Linked DNA regions of Mus musculus: region 2 is linked to region 1. The links are chromatin contacts, called in public HiChIP or PLAC-seq maps. All regions are on one chromosome and are shown on one strand. The core of a region is the stretch at or near the end of the contact, and the rest is flanking DNA. Distances in the headings are between cores, read along the strand shown. Region 1 overlaps Gm34472 (a long non-coding RNA gene). Region 2 has its middle 21 kb from the start of Zfp706.

Evidence for each region. HiChIP or PLAC-seq counts read pairs in DNA pulled down with a chosen protein or histone mark.
Region 2: an H3K27ac HiChIP or PLAC-seq map of the HPC-7 cell line shows a contact between it and region 1, with 6 times the contacts expected there. The contact joins two enhancer-like sites. A contact is called at or near these places in 12 of 39 promoter capture datasets (the C10 cell line, the HPC-7 cell line, cranial neural crest and 8 more), 5 of 484 Hi-C or Micro-C datasets (CD4 T cells, bone marrow-derived macrophages, double positive thymocytes and 2 more), 12 of 115 datasets of contacts at active chromatin or transcription factors (the HPC-7 cell line, craniofacial prominence, embryonic forebrain and 7 more) and 1 of 9 other capture datasets (embryonic stem cells).

The regions. Positions count from the first base shown.
Region 1 is chr15:36,817,886-36,823,340 of GRCm38.p6, reverse strand. The region is part of intron 1 of Gm34472 (a long non-coding RNA gene); the gene reads left to right. Among named protein-coding and RNA genes, the nearest start is that of Gm34472, 22 kb to the left of the region's middle. Within about 2 kb of position 3,045, at least 41 of the 459 cell types and tissues checked have an H3K27ac peak or open chromatin away from gene starts, as enhancers often do. A contact at or near this core is called in the HPC-7 cell line, where this site is marked.
Region 2 is chr15:36,983,680-36,989,239 of GRCm38.p6, reverse strand. No RefSeq gene overlaps it. Among named protein-coding and RNA genes, the nearest start is that of Zfp706, 21 kb to the left of the region's middle. Within about 2 kb of position 1,884, at least 74 of the 459 cell types and tissues checked have an H3K27ac peak or open chromatin away from gene starts, as enhancers often do. A contact at or near this core is called in the HPC-7 cell line, where this site is marked.

The DNA of each region.
Region 1 (5,455 bases), core at 1,796-4,295:
ACCCAGTCATCCACAGCATCTTTGAAAGATGAGGCTTCAGAGACCACTGCTGGAGAAGGCGCCTTTCCCTAAATACTTGCTCTAATTGTAGGAAAGACTTCCTCAGAATGTCAACACACAGCAAGGAGGGGTTGGGGGATACTTTGCTGAACTTAGTAATTAACATGTTACTTTGTGTGCCAGATGTAGCAGCGAACACCTTTAACCCCAGCACTGGGGAGGCAGAGGCTGGAGGATCTCTGTGAATTTGAGACCAGCCTGGTCTACAGAGTTCCAGGACAGCCAGGACTACCCAGAGAAACCCTGTTTCAAACAAACAAACAAACCACAATAAATTAAATAAACACTTCTCACCAGGGCTCACTTTGGCCTATTAGCCATAAGCATCTCAAAAAGACAGAGTGTTCTGATGGCTAACCACTTCCCATCCTCTGAAGCAGCAAAAAAATATGGGAGAGTTTTGTTTCCATAACTTCAAGTATTTGGTTTCTCAAGGCCAATGACTAGAAAATAAAGTCAGCAAGCAACAGAAGTCTTGGGTCAGGGTCACATGCAAGAGACCTAGAGATGGGTATAGCATATCTGCATTAATGTTATTATTAATCTTATATTAATTAGTACTTATCTTATAATCACATTACAGTGTTTTTATTTTATTTTTGCTGAAGTCACAGATGAAATGCTTTGTAAATATATTATTAACATTATTTCTATTTATTATTTTAAAAATCTACCAACACAAAATATTTTTTAATTGGGGAACTATGTCATCAGTAGTAGAAAAATGGAGAAAGTCACCCTAAATACACACACACACACACACACACACACACACAGTCCTCACCCTCTGAGTGCGTGCCCTGGAGTCACACTGTTTGATGACTCCCTAGGAACAGGCAGGTACAGAGAGAAGAGTACAAACAGAAGGTTAGAATCCAGCTAAGTTCCCACAGGACTAAGTTACTTTAGGACACCATGTCTCTGTCTATTCCTGGAGTGTCTGTGAGAATCAAAGAAAGAAAATCCTGCTCCTACTGGAATCTGTCACAGCTGACAGAGGTAGGTCTGGTCTCCGACGAGTCCGCAGGTCTGGTCTCGGACTCTGCAGCCCTGATTACCCGAGAACATACACGGCACTACCTTCACACGAGTTCAGGCCTTCATGAAAGAAGGAGAGCACACAAGGAGGAGGGGCACTTGGCACTCAGCGTGGATTGCTTAGAGGTCTTGTCTTTGCATGCTTAGAGTCAGCTTTCCTCAATCTGGCTGTCAATTGCCACCCAGTTCCATTAGAGTCATTTGCTCTCTCTGCCTCTTCTATGAGTCAAAGAGGAAGTGGGCTTGGTGCCACCATCCAGGGACAGACAAGGACCCTTAGCCCTTAAGGGAGACACTGAACAAATTCCAGTTTTCACATAGTGATCTTCAGAAGGAGTTCTCATTCTTGGCTTTTAACTCAGTGCTTCTGGGGGATATGTGTGAGTGAATACAGCTGGAAACTACTATAACTTTGCCTTGCTTCTGCCTGGCCTCTACTGCTAACTTCAATGCGAGGGGACCTGTTTGCAAAGCACTACCATGAGCCCAAGGGTCTTTCTGGACCTTTCTATGGCTTAGATTTTTAAAAACCTACTTTAATAAGTGTTCTCAAACACTTTGACGCCCTTTCTAGCCTACCATCCAAAGGTAGGAGAGAAAAGACAGTAAATAGGACAAGGGAATGTGGACCTGTTTAGAAGTAGCTCTTTGGGGCGATTCCAATCCTCATTGTCAATGGACCAACCACCCAGTTCAGTAGTGTCAGGATATCAAACATGAATCTGCAGTAGCAGGCATGATCCAGCAGAAACAGCCAGGCCTCTGATGAGTTGGCACAAGTCAGCAGGGCAGGATGTGTGTGAAGGGGTTTGGAGTGGCCAGAAACAGTTGGAATGCCACGAGAAGTTCTCTGCCATCTCTCTCTCTCTCTCAATGAAGTGAAGATCAGCAAAGATCAAGAAGTGTTGTAAGGCTGGCTATGCAGTCACCCTGTCACTGTCTGTTGGGTCCTACTTATACTCTCTCCAAATATCATGTGTCCTTTCATGGGTCTGCTTCAGCAAAAGATCACATGAATCTTCCTGACACAACCAGAAATTTCCACATCAGCCTTCTGTCACAGAAAAGGTTTCACTGAATAGCTGTGGTGATACATAGCTATAATCCCGGCATTCCTGAGGCTGGAGCAGGGGGACCCTGTCTCACAAAAACAAGAGCGGTGTGAGTGCTCAGAGGTAGAAGAATACGTGCCCGGCATTCAAGACGTCCTGTAGGTTCAAGCTCCAGAAGTAAAAAAAAAAAGAAAAAGAAAAAAACAGAGCCCAGTTTGGTGGCTCACACCATCTACTCAGGAGGACGAGGCAGGAGGATTGAAAAGCCAAGGCTGTCAGAGCTACACAGTGAGTCAGAAGCTGTATGGAACAATTTAGCTAGGCCCTGTTCTAGAAGAAAGAGTAGAGAAAGGAATGTGGGGGCTAGGATCGAGGCCAGTGGTAGAGCACTTGCCTTGCTTGTGTGAGACCCTAGGTTTGTCTCTCGTGTGCTCCTGCAGGCGAGAATCCTCTGAAGGGAAAGTCTGTGAAGAGGAATGAGGGCAGATAACCTCCCTGACTATTATTACCAACTAGGATTCTCCTACGTGGCTTCAGTTCTGTGTCCTCCCTGCTCTGGGACATCCCTATTCCCATAATCCCATTTCACAGTCCTCTCTGTCCAACGGTCCTCCAACTCCATGGCCCTCCCCCAGTCTTGAGGCCTTGCTCTCCTGTCCTGTCCAGTCTTTACACTGCAGGCCGTTCCCTTTCTGTCCTGTTCCTTCCTTGCTCCCTCCCATTGCTTCCTCCTGTCCCCTTTTCTGACATGGATATTATTTCTGACCTCCTAATTTCCCCCTCTCACCTCTTCCATAAAAGGGATAAGCCTCACCATTGCTGACCAACACGGTCTATTTTTTGCTCACACAGGCTCTCCACTCAACACTGCCAGTGTGCATCAGGTTCCGATAAGACCTTAGCGAGTAGAGAGCCCGCCCTGAAAATAAACACTCACTTCCTCCTGTGAAGGGCCATTTAGTAGTACAAAGAACTCTTCTTCTAAAAAGCAAACTATTTCTACACCAGTAAGCTCAAAGATAGTGGTCTGAGGTCAGCCAATAAATGCTCTGGGCTGTTCAGAGGCTGGTGGTGTAGAAGGCGCTGAGTTGAAGCAACTCTCACAGACTTGGTCCTAGAGAAGCCAGGGGAGTGAAGGCACAGCGTCAAGACACAAACAAACAAATCCTGGGTGGCTTGTGCTCCTCATCCTCTTATTTGCTATGTTTATCTTACATCACTTGTTACTCTCTGATATGCCCCATATTTTATCCTTTGGTTTATTACTAGTGTGTGTATTGCTAAACAAGAGAGATTTCATATTCTCCACCCCTAAAGATCTCAAAGTATGTGTAGTGTCTCCCCTCCAACCCCAGCGCTAGGAGGCTGATGCAAAGGAGCCGGAGGCCAGTCTGGGCTGCACAGAGAATCCCAAGCCAGTCAGAGCTCTATGTCAAGACCTTGCCTCAACAAAGCACAGAGCCATGAGGATGGCTCCATATGTAAAGCACTTGTGGCCATGTCTAATGACTTCAATTTGATACCTCAGACCTGCAAGGCAGGTGGAGAGAGCCGACTCCCAGAAGCTGCCCTCTGCCGTCCACACGTGCTGTCTGCCATCATGTGTACCCACACACGTACACACAATAAATAAAATACAGCACAAAGTTTTTAAAAAACTGGAACAAAATCTTACCACATTGCTTGTTGTCTTGGAGCTGATGTGGGGCCACTGGCTTTTCACCTGAGGGGGCATCCCCAGGGCCTCAGCAGAAAAGGAAGCCTCAGTCTAGACAGAGGTGGGCAGGAAGGTCTTAAGGGTTCAGTGTGGGTGTGGGAGCCGGGCCTCTTCTCTGGCTCTACTGGATGACCTTGAACATGTGACCTTCCTTTTCTGAGCCCTGCTTCTTCAAAATGACCTTTGGGGTTGTCCAAAAGTTGAAGTGAGAAAGCAAGGCACAGATCTACACAGTTCTTTTCCTCAGCCTAGGAGAGCAAAACATTGTGTAGACAGGGTACAAGGACAAACATCAGAACTTATACTTCTGTCCTTCCCAAGTGCTAAGGACAGGGGCTTCCTATAGCGCCACAGCTAAGTGTGTGTGTGCACTTAATTACCAGGTCAGTTTCCCCCCAAGCCGTTTAATTCCTACACAAAGCAATTCTGAATTTAACACAAATTAGATGCCCATAAATACTACCCCCTCTTATTCCCAGCTGCCCCATGCCTGGCAGGGACATAGAAGGAGCGACCACATCCTCACTTCTCCCTTCTACTATAGGAGTCCAGTCCATTTCCTCCCACAAAGTGTAGTGACCTACATGACTAAGTCATTAGCTGGCTCCCCTCCCCTCCCACCACACTCATCTCCAGCCCTCCAGTACTTCTGAGAAAGCTCTTAGAAACACTTAGACAATTTTACAAGCTACTACAGCCATCTACTTAATGTGTCTCTTTCTTCTTTGCCCCATAAATATATTTTCAAGTATATGAAACAAGCACCTTTCCTCTAGGGCAGAGGAAAAGAACAAAAGACACAGCAGAACAGGAAGAAACACGGAGCCAGCCAGCAGGACCCTGGCAGCCTAGCAGGGTTTGCTGGGCATGAATAGACTTCCTGGGGCCTGTGTGAAGATGGTTGTGAAGATTGGCCAAGGAAGGGAGTGGGCTTCCAAGGTCCCGTGTGCCTCCAGGTCTTCCTGTTTGGTCAGCTTGAACCCTAGGTAAAAATGGAGACCTTTGAGATTAGTCCTGGGACTCTAGCTGGGATTTTATTGGGAGATGAGGGGGTAGGGGGCATGCGTGCTTTTATTTGAGTCGTTGATTGTTTACCACTCTAGAGGCAAGGCAGTGCAGCCTGGCAGAATAGAGGCGATGAATGAGAGAGATGGGAGTCTCGTGGAAGAGCTGGCTTCACTCAGAGCCCACCTCTGAAGGTTAAGAGGGGTTACTGAATAAAGGGCACAATGACAAGGACAAGCCTCAGGTGCTTCCAAAGCTGCACCTGACAGGCAAGCTGCACATTACAGAGACGTGTCCCATCTTGGAGGTGTATAAAGGAATCACAATAGAAGGTTGTAGTGAAAAATCTCAAGTCAACTCACTCCTATCTGCTACACTCCTGAGGACGGCAAAAACACATTACAAGAACAATTCCGTGTTTGAAGAGACTGAGGTCACAAGTCTTGTTTCCTTGGAGTTTTCTCCCAAGCACTCAGAATCCTCCTCACAAGACTCCATTCTTGGACAGTGGTCAAACACCTGCTGTTACCATAGGTAGGCCTGGAACTGGCACTGCTGTTCCTGTTAACAATTCCATATGCCG
Region 2 (5,560 bases), core at 635-3,134, 170 kb before region 1:
TCTACCTCTAAGTCCATTTTATTTACAGTCAAGAAATTAGTAGTGGTTATTTTCATGAAAAACCTCCTGGAAATAAAAGTACTGGGTTAAAAAGTACTAATAATGGCTTCCACAGCGGCTGTCTTGGCTAGGGTTAACCAGCCAGGTTTTGCATGGGGAAGTGAAGTGGTAGAGGGGCCAGCAGTTCAGAAGGCAGCTTGAGTTGGGTTGGCAAGTGACTCCAGCCTCTGAGGCCCACCTTTCTTGGCATCGAAGCCATCTCTTTCCTATATCACAGGCCGAGGAGGAGGAAGAGGAGGATTTTTTGTTTGGTTTTTAGAACAGAAAATTTGCTGAGTGTGATGGTACAGACCTTTGATCCTATGGAAGGCAGGTAGATCTCTGGTTTCCAGGCCAGCCTGCTCTACAGAGCAAATTCCAGGATAACCAAGTCTATACAAAGAAACCCTCCCTGTCTGGGGGGGAAAAAAAGGAACAGACAAAACCCAGGAAATTGTGTCACATATAAGACCTGCTGAGAGGTGCTACGTGGGTTCCCCAGGGCACTGTGCTGTGTGCTGGTGTGTGGTTAGCTAGTGATCATTTTACCAGTGGATAAGGGTATTCTGCTAAGAATCTTACTCCCTAGTGATTCAGGCTACTTTCTAGAGAAAGAAAGGGCTCAGTTACAGCCAGTAGATCCAAAATATGATGCCCCGGCTGCTGGCAGGGTGGTTCAGTGGTGAAGGCACATTCTGCCAAGCCTGATGCCCAGGAACCCACATGATGCAAGAACGGAACCGATCCCACAGCTTATCCTCTGACCTACGCACAAAGTAAATATAAACATAATTAAAGTCTAAACTGATGTCTGGTTCCATATGTATTTGTCTGTGTCTGGTACATGGATGTCACGACTGGGAGAAAATCTACAGGGTCCCTGAAACAGGAAGTGGCACAGGGTCTCCCAGCTGTGCCCGCTCTCATGCCCATTACTGCTGTCCCGAGTCTGACCCTGAGTGGGAAGCTCACCTTCACACTGCCCGAGTCACACTCATGACCCCTGAAATGAGGGCAGTGCCTCTGTTGAGTCCTTGTGAGCATTTAACTGAAGCTACACATAGTAAGTGGTTTTAGGATGGGCGTGTCAGCCGTCTAAAGCGTAGCTCTCTGGGAACGTTGGCTGTGAAAATACATTGCTGGCCCAGGTTGTCTGGTGGGCTAGGTATGAGTGTTGAAAATGTCAGGTTTTGTGTTTTAAATTCATATCTGAGGGAGATTCCAGTTTGGCTCTTAAGCAGTTTGGGGTTTTTTTTTTTTTTTTTTCCTGTTAGTATCTGTTTGTTAACTGGTGTGGTTAGGAATAATTTTTAATTATGGAAGTAATATAATATGCTTCATGACAGGTAGTGAAATACCCTCTCCGGCTGTTGGCACTGGTTCTCCTTTGTTTCGTTCTGCTGTGGATAGGTTCGAGAATCCATCTCATTTTGTAGCCTGGTCTGACCACAGACAAGTTATTTAGCCTAGGCTACTGGCAGCTGCTGCTCCTGCTGCTGAGAAGGTTCAGAGCCTTCTGGGGCAGCCTTGTCCGCATGCTTCTTGAGTTTGGGTGGTTTGGGGGGGGGGGGGAGGTTGATTAGTTTCAGTTTTGATTTTCAGATGAAAAGTGTCACTAATTTTCTCCCCCCAAGCTCACAGCTTCTGAAGGGAAGACTTAGGAACCGTGGCCATCCTGCTCACAGCAGCTTCTGCTGGCTAAGCTTGGGCCTCTGTGCTGGAGGTACCTGAAAAGCTGTAACAGCAGAGCTCAGCAGCTCAGGAGAACGCTGTTTAACTGAGCTCTGTTATGAAAGGCTCTAATAATAGACCCTGCCACTTGAAGGAAATGCCATAGCCCACTGATACTGCAGAGGCTCCCTGTGTGAGGGAGGCCCTGCTGCCTGATGTCACAGCTCTCTAGCTCCATTTACATAAGGGACACTGGCTCACATGGTTACATAAAAGTGGGGCTTGCTAGTATTTTTGATTACTGAAAGTCTAACTGAAGACCTAAGAGCGTCAGTGTACCTTTTGAGATTAGTGTGAGTCCCATCAGACTCCAGGGAGCAGATGGTCTAGAAAATAGTGCATCAACAGAGGAAGCTGACCCTAGGTCTAAGTATAGAGGCTTGTCTCTCGTTAATGTTCTCAACTCATTCTTCATTAATTTGTCTAAAATAAGGAAAAACCTTAGTGGTAAATGTTTGCCCTTTCAAGGTTGAAAGTAGTGTCCAAGCTTTCTGTGTTCAGAGCTGATTTCCAGCACTAATAATTAATGACCATGAAATGCCCCCGCCTTGCCCATTTCAAGTGATGGGAACTGCCTCAGTCATTCTGTCCATAAAGACTTGGTGACACAACTGAAGAGGCCAAGGACTCCTGATTAACCCTACCTGGGAGATGTTAACTACTGAGTTTTGGTAGCTGGAAAGATGGCTCAGTGGTTAGGAGCTCAAGCTATTCTTCCGGAAGAGCCGGGTTCACTTCCCAGCTCCCGTATCGCAGTTCACAACTGTCTGTAACACCAGTTCCAAGGGATTCAGTGCCCTCACACAGACTCACGTGCAGGTGAGACACCGGTGCACATCAAAATAAAGCATTAAGAAACATCCAGCACTCAGGTGGCAGAGGCAGGTGCGTCTCTGAGTTCCAGGACAGCCTGGTCTACAGAGACAGCTCCAGGATAACCAGGGCTACAAGGTTCTCCTTGTTTTGAAACCCTGTTTCAAAACAACAACCTACCTGAGTTTTGAGTGTTCTCCCTTGTGTGCAGTAACAGCAGCCGTACAGCCCAGCACTGCAGGAGTCTAAGACACTCATAGATATTTGTTTCAGTTAGTACTGAGCACAGAAGTGCATTCTGGGATTTAAGTGACTGCAGGGACACCAAGCCTGGGAAGGAGCAGCCTACTTGCACTGTGCGCCCTCCCTGCCATCCCTTTCTCTCAGTCGGTTACCAGCAGCGTAAGCAATGCTGTCTACTTTTCTAAAGTGTTCTCCAGTCTTCATACAAATGCTGGCAGATAAAGATCTTTTTCCTAAAGGAAGGTAACGGGAGTCAGTGCCTTACTGTAGTGCAGGCGTTCTTACTGGGTCATGGTGATGACAGGCTTGTTTTAGGTTCTGGACATTTGAGGAGGGAATGAACATTTTTGTCATTTGGAATTAAGAAACCTAGTTTTCTGGCCCTGGCAGAGGTCTGAGTTTCTGGAGAGTACACAGGTGATCTTGGGGGAAGTCATGTGGTCTTTACAGTGAAGATTACCTTTGGCATTGTTATGAGGCTTAATTGAGATCTTGTGAAAGCACTTCTTGTAGAAGGGGATCAACAAAACAGTACTCCGTGGCCTCTGTGGGCCACTGCATGGGACGAAGGTGACAACAGTTCTGGTATGTGTTCAGTGACATGTTCTGATTTCAGATGAATAGGCACGAGTGCCACTCCTCAGGTCACAGAAGCAGCATTCTGTGAACACAGTTCTTTCTACGGAGTTAATGAAGCTGCCAGTGGTGCCCAGACGTTGTTGGTGACCAGTTGCTAAGTGATTTATGGACCCTGAGTATAACTGTGCACGCCTGTAGTTTTAAGATGTCACAGAATTTACTATGCAGGTCAGTGACTGACCATCCCACAGACAGTTCTGCAGTGCAGGTGGTAAATCCGAGGCCCTGGGGCACACAGGTGGTTTGGTTTTAGTTTTTAGTATTTGTTATTTTGTGTGTTCAGTCCTCCAGTGGAAGAGCATGTCTGGAAGTGGTGTGAGGACTAAGCAGATGGCTTTTTATGTATTTTTACAGGCCATGATTTACAGTGCCAGTAGTCTTTGTTGCTCAGGCTGGAGCCCAGCAGCATACACAGGCTTGCCTGGCATTTCTGAGATCCTGGTTTTATGCCCAGGAAGAAAAAAGTCCAGCTCCTAATGTTGCCCCTGGGAAGCTGATAGTAAAACTGAAGTGTAAGGGGCAACCCTAAGAAAGATGGAGGCAGAGGGAGCAGGAAAGGCCAGGTGCTGCCCTCACCTGTGAAGGAGGACTGAGCAGGAAAGGCCAGACAACAACACAGTTCTGTGGGCTGCTTTCTGCATGTTGGTGGGAGGAGCTTGCATACTAGGGAGCCTGCCACACTAGGGAGCCTGCTGTGCTAAGTTGCTGGCTAGGAGTGGCCAGAAATTCTTGTCTGCATCCCTTTCTGGACCACTGTCAGAACTGATCTCCTAGGTACCCATCTCTGGCCCCCCATGCAGCTCAGAGTCTACTATGTTGACCAGAGGGTGCTGTCAGCCAGGTGTGGTCAGCTCTAAAGTAGGTGACTCATCAGATCCCTTCCTTGGGATAACCTGGGCTTCGCATGCCTCCAGATCCAGAATAAAGAGAACAAGGGCTAGCATGGAGTAGCCAGGAGTTTGGACTTTAAGTGTCTAATAGAACCACCCTACGCAGGGGAGTGAGATGGTCTGACTTCTGATTGGAGAGGAATGCTCTGCCTGTGATGTGGAGGGTCAACTGGAAGGCACGGGGCATGAGAAGTAGATTGGGAGCTATCTAATGACGATGAGCAAACCAAAAGATGGTGGGAAGTCATCCTTAGGATCTACTGGACCTGTTGAGAGCAGGTCTTCTGTGAGCGAAAAGGAGGTAACATTGCCTCAGATCAATGTGTGGGCGGTGACACTCTGCAAAAATAACAGAAGATGGGAGATGTCTTGGCCAGGAAGGGGTGCGAACAAGAATCCTGATGGGACATCAGTCAGCCAAGTGGCAGCATCACACAACATGTACTTGAAGTACAACACCTAGAGACATACTTGACTCCAGGGGAGAGTTTGGGTGGAGCCATAAATTCAAAGTCGTCAATACCTACTAGCATCAGTTCAGCTATGGTATTGCTGAAATATAGAAAAAGGTTGTAAGTGAAGAAGAGGCCAGCATTTAGAACTGAGGCAGAGGAAGACACAGAGTAGAAGAGGGTGTGGGTCCCAGAAGGTCTGATGAGGTTGACTAAGGGAAGAAGTCTCACTGTGCCTGTCAGACAGAGGCATGGGGGTAGAAGCTACCTTAGTGGGACGTAGAAGAAACAGTGTAGGAAGGCAGACCGTCATGTACAAGCCTCTGTGAGAATGCCGTGCTGAAAGAACTGAAGAGGTTGTCTGGAGAACAGAAAGGCAGCACAAAAGCTAGTGTCTGCTCAGGACTCGCTTCCGGAGGGCAAGAGAGGGCCAGAGCATGGTCCTGAGTGTGCCTCTGACCCAGCCCTGAAGCTGGAGCCAGGGCCGCTGTAGGCAGAAGAATGGAAGAGCCGCCTCCCTGCCATATCGGAGAAGAGGCGTTTCCTACCACAGCTAAGGACAACAGGAACCTCTAGAAGGGCAAGGGCCTTGGGGGACAGTAAGACTGAAGCAGGGATCAAGGGCTTTCTGAGAACCAGTAGCACTGTGTACTGCCATGTCAGACTTCCTGGTCACGGGCAGAAAGCCTGGGTGTCAGCACAAAATGTCAGAGGTCAAAAAATCAATTGTCATTAATTTTGTAAAGGTTTCCC